2 separate regions of the Danio rerio genome follow, and region 1 is linked to region 2. Evidence: chromatin contacts called from public Hi-C data. All regions are on one chromosome and are shown on one strand. The core of a region is the stretch at or near the end of the contact, and the rest is flanking DNA. Distances in the headings are between cores, read along the strand shown.

Region 1 (2,700 bases), core at 1-2,500, 130 kb before region 2:
GTAGGTAGTGCTGATGCCTCATAGCAAGAAGATCGCTGGGTCGCTGGTTCGAGCCTCGGCTGGGTCAGTTGGCGTTTCCGTGTGGAGTTTGCATGTTCTCCCTGCGTTCGCGTGGGTTTCCTCCGGGTGCTCCGGTTTCCCCCACAGTCCAAAGACATGCAGTACAGGTGAACTGAGTAGGCTAAATTGTCCGTATTGTTTGAATGAGTGTGTGTGTGGATGTTTCCCAGAGATGGGTTGTGGCTGAAATGGCATCCGCTGCATAAAATCTTGTTGGATAAGTTGGCGGTTCATTCCGCTGGGGCCACCCCGGATCAATAAAGGGACTATGCTGAAAAGAAAATGAATGAATTAATGAATAGAACTTTTAGTCACATGGGTTTCCTCCACAGTCCATGACATGCCCTATAGGTGAATTGGGTAAACTAAACTGGCCATAGTGTTTGAGCATGTGTGTGAATGAGTGTGTATGGGTGTTTCCCAGTACTGGGTTGCGGCTGGAAGGGCATCCTCTGTGTTTGTGGTTCCTTCCACTGTGGCAACCTCTGAAATAGAGACTAAGCCAATGGAAAATGAATAAATGAATATATCTCATATTAAAACAAACTTTTATTTTTGATATGATTAATCGATTAATCTTTGTCCGGAATTAAAAAAATCTATTTAAGGATTAAAAAAAGATGGAAATGAAGTACAGCATTCAAAATATGTAAACCTTTTAATCATATGAATCTTCTGTTTTATATTTTTTTTTTAAATCAGATTTTATTAGTCATTTCTTCCACCGCCACTTTCAACACGATAGCATTCGCCTCTGGAATGATCTGGCCTGTCAGATACACTTCGCGTTTAAACTGATCAATCTGACAAAGCAAACCAATCACGTCTTAATAAAGCGCCAGTGAGTGGCATGATTTCACGCTCGTAGCCCCTCGATAGAAACATCCTGCCAGGAATAATCTTGGTCTTTCACAGTTCATCTGTCTAGATGATGTTCTTGAGCCAAAGTGTCAGAAAGGAATGTTCTTTCTTTTCTCCACCAATCAGACTCTTCCTCTGGTTTAATGTGTGTTTTTGCGGACCGTGTTTTGGGGGGTAATGAGGGGGTTAGCAGGATCGCTAACCACAGCCTGGTCTGGGACATTTAGGTCGTGTGATGAATGGACGGGTGCATTGTAAATCAGCCACTGGAGAGCGAAGGGCTGGATTCCTCATAGCACTGATGTCACCACCGTCGTGCTTTCAACAGATCCAGACTTGAACGCTCTCAGCCCGAGCCAGATGTTCAACCCCTCAGATCCCCTGTTATTCCCTCCTCTACTTGTGCAAGAGTCCCAGTTATTCCCTCTCTGCCACTTTGGGATGCCGTTATCACTTTTCTGGCTCTGTGGGATTCGCTCGTAGACATTCAGGTTCTAAAATAGTTTCTGATGTGATACCATTGATTTTCTTGCGTTTTACAACTTTAATTTTTTTTTTTGGTTTCCTAATGATACATTGTTCCTTTTTGTCCTGATTTCTCCTCATATTTACATTTACATATACAATACATAAAAAAATGCTGTTTGGGGAGCGTCACGGTGGCGCAGTGGGTAGCACAATTGCCTCACAGCTAGAAGGTTGCTGATTCGAGCCTCAGCAGGGTCAGTTGGCATTTCTGCGTGAAGTTTCTCCCACAAAGACATGTGCTATAGGAGAATTGGGTAAACTAAATTGTCTGTAGTGTTTGTGTGTTAATGAGTTGTGTATGGATGTTTCCCAGTACTGGGTTGCAGCGGGAAGGGCATCCGCTCTGTAAAACATATGCTGCATGACTTGGCTGTTCATTCTGCTGTGGCGACCCCTGATACATAAAGGGATTAAGCCGAAGGAGAATGAATGAATGTTTTACGCAGCGGATGCCCTTCCAGCTGCAAACCAGTACTGGGAATTTGGATGTTCTCCCCATGTTTGCGTAGGTTTCCTTTGAAAGTGTATGAGTGTATTTGTGAATGAGTGTATAGGTGTTTCCTATTACTAGGTTGAAATTTTTATATTTATATTTATTGGCCAATATATCGGTTATTAGCCTTTGAATATAAAGAATTTTGTTTTATTTATCAGTATTGGTCAAAAATTCAATTTTGCATCCCTAGTTTGAGTAATTATCTGTGAAATACGAAGGTTTTTCTATGAAATACCATGAGAAGCACTGATCTATTTTGAGTTTTTGTTGTAATGATGCTTCTGCAGTTCCATATTATCTCACAAAAATATGTAAAAAAATAACTTAAAATCTTATGGGGTGCATTTCTGGTTTCCCAGTCTGATTAAGCTGTTGATTAGATGCTCTTAAAGTGGATAGTTTACCAAAATAATATATATTTTCTGTTAATTTACTTTCACCCTCAGGCAATCCAGTGCCTTCAGCAGGATATTAAAGTTTCAGAATGAAACTGTGGTTGTTTGTGATTCAGAACATTAAAGTGACTGTCAAACCTTTGAAAGCCAAAAAAACAAGGCCAAAACAATTACAAAATTAATTCAGATCCTGATGTTGCATTCAGGCCTTGGGAAGCGAAATGATTAAACTGAATGCCCAAAGACCACAATTTCAGCTAAAATCTTCTTTAAAGTTTTAATTAGGAAGAAAAGGGACCTACACATTGAATGGCCTGAGGGTAAATTAATAGAAGATTTTTTTTTCAGTGAACACTGTTT
Region 2 (2,700 bases), core at 50-2,549:
TCCATCAATCTATCCATCCATGCATCCGCCCATTCATCCACCTATTCATCCATCCATTTTTTCTTACATCCACCCTTTTTTTCACCCACCTATCCATCCTTCCATCCATCCATCCATCCATCCTTCCATCCATCCATCCATCCATCCATCCATTCATCCATCCATCCAACCATCCGTTCATCCTTTGCTCAATCCATCCATCCATCCATTATTCTTTTGTTTCATCACCCATCACTCTTTCAATCCATCCATCCATCCACTCATTCATCCACCTATTCATTCATCCGTTTTTTCTTTTATCAACCCATAATTTTTTTATTTCACCCATCCATCCATCTATCCTTTGCTCCATCCATCTATTATCTTTTCCTCCATACATACATCCATCTATCCATCCTTGCATCTACCCATTCATCCACCTATTCATCCATTCATCTTTTCTTACATCCACCCTTCATTCTTTTATTTCACCCAGTTTACTTACTTTCATTTTTTTTCAATGTTTGAAATGTCTCTTTTTTGGTAAACTGTTTCTTTAAGTTAACAAATAGGATGCCAAAATGTATGTTAGGCACTTGGATTCACTCTTACACTCCACCCAGCCATAAGAAAACACTAGCAAGAGTGACCTCGAATAATGCTTCGCGTTAGTGAGGTTGGTGGATGAAAGCAGACAGTCAGCAGGCGTCCTTGAATGGAGCAGACGAGTGTGTTACAACAGCTGCACCAGTCTTGTTTGAATTCATTTCAGGACGAAAACATACAGAGCGACTTATGACCCAGCGAGCTTTATCAGCAGTCAACAAGTGTTTTTCACCCTCAAAATCAATGAGCTCTCACTGTGTGCCTTTGAACATTTTTTTTACCCAAGTGAAGAGGTTAGATACTTGGAAATCAGAATCAGACATGGCTTTTTTTGGCTTATAGTATGAACTAGACATCCTGCATCAACATTATGCCATTAAGGAGAGTCATTAAAATGGCAAACGTAGTCACTGTCTATGACTTTTCATCATTTTAAAAATTTTTATTATCCTTGATTCCATTTAAACACGTACCTACTGTTTTCCGTCATAAGATGAAACTCATTTGGAAGCCATGAGATGGTCAGGAAATGAGTATGACCAAAAAAAGCCCAGCTGACCTAATCTCTGTTGTTTTTGCCAACCGTGAAGGCAGCGGTTCTTCCAAATGTTTTGTCAGAAAGAAGAATTTATTGCATCTTATCTGGAGGGCTGCTTTTGTGCGTACTTCCTAGTGATTGTAATTTCCTTTGGCCCACGTCCCAGCTGTGATTCTCTACGGGCAAAACTGAAAGAAAGGCACACGATGATGACGATGTGAGATTAGTGAGTGGCACCTCTCTTTAATAATAACTCCTGACTATTGTATGTCGGATGTCAAGCATTAGGGGTTCCTGAATCACCAACGCTCTTGTTAATTAAAACCTAGGCTGCGAAATAATAGACGAGGATTCCCACACTGTTTCCATCATGACCCAGGGCTTTTCCCTGCAGAGCCATGTTTTGCTGTGCCAGCAGTTGAGTTTTGATTATTGTGGTGTTAAAAGCTGTTGGTATTTGTTTTAAAGTATATAATTTATAATTTAAAATATTCTATAAATGTCTAAATAGTGTAAATAAATTTTTATTCTAGTTTTCTTTTAGTTTATTTTGATTTAAATTTAGCTACATGACACTTTTACCTAGAATAACTCTAAAATATATACACTTTCTAATTTTTCTCAGAATTGTTGACAACAACAGTTGCATCATTTCCCCTACATTTTGCAATAGATTGTGATATTGATAGTTCTTGCGATATTTTTCTTAACACTCTTTCTGTGTCCTAATTCGCATACTTATTGTCACAGAGGAGATGCTGACAACAGAGTGCGGATCCAAATGCAGGATTTATTTTAAAGAGAATGGTCAGGCAGGCAGTGATCACAATCAGGAGCAAACAGATGTTTACAGGGAATCCCGAGTCATGGTCAAATAACAGGCGAATGGTCAGTACAGGCAGGCAGCAGACAACATAAACAAACAAACAAGGCAATGAAAACGCGTCGTAATGTTAACTTGACAGATAAACAACACTCAGCCAAGTCTGTGTGTTTGTGTGCTGTATAAATAGTCCAACTAATCAGTCTTTGAGCAGCTTTAGCTGCGTGAGTGTAATCAAACGGGATCAGGAACCTGTGTGTGTGTGTGTGGTGCGTGACTGGAACTTGTAGTTCTTGAAATGACGGATTTGTAGTTCATTAGCGATCTGTGTGTATAGCAGCTATCTGCACAGGCTGGATCGCTGGTGACGGTGACACTTCTAGATATTTGTTAATAGTCATTCAAGCAACTTTACCGAACCATCTCTACTTATACACCTTCCTTTCTTCATGTGTTCAATACTTTTTCCCTGTGTCATTCTATGTTATTACACAAAACTTGATTTGTAATCTAATTAGTTTAGTTTAGCACCTTTAAAGATATATTTTCTAAGAAAAATGGTGACATGTCCTTTTTTCTTATTGAATTTTCAGTTCTTTAGCCAATAGCATAACATCACCTACTGTGGAGTTGTGCAACCCAAATAGATGGATGGATGGATAGATAAAAACTGTGACCGTGGAGAGTAAACAACATTTATTCATTCATTTTCCTTCGGCTTAGTCCCTTATTTCCTTATTTATCAGGGGTCACC

What was found. Hi-C and Micro-C count contacts between places; a contact is called where the count stands out from the background.
Region 1: a contact with region 2 is called in a Hi-C map of an unstated tissue, with 1.6 times the contacts expected there. The contact joins two enhancer-like sites. A contact is called at or near these places in 2 of 18 Hi-C or Micro-C datasets (caudal fin and an unstated tissue).

The regions. Positions count from the first base shown.
Region 1 is chr15:36,244,766-36,247,465 of GRCz12tu, reverse strand. All of the region lies in intron 1 of stard13b (StAR related lipid transfer domain containing 13b), which reads left to right. Among named protein-coding and RNA genes, the nearest start is that of stard13b, 12 kb to the left of the region's middle. Within about 2 kb of position 1,250, at least 5 of the 62 cell types and tissues checked have an H3K27ac peak or open chromatin away from gene starts, as enhancers often do. A contact at or near this core is called in caudal fin, where this site is marked.
Region 2 is chr15:36,118,045-36,120,744 of GRCz12tu, reverse strand. All of the region lies in intron 5 of stard13b (StAR related lipid transfer domain containing 13b), which reads left to right. Among named protein-coding and RNA genes, the nearest start is that of nbeab, 40 kb to the right of the region's middle. Within about 2 kb of position 1,299, at least 8 of the 62 cell types and tissues checked have an H3K27ac peak or open chromatin away from gene starts, as enhancers often do. A contact at or near this core is called in caudal fin, where this site is marked.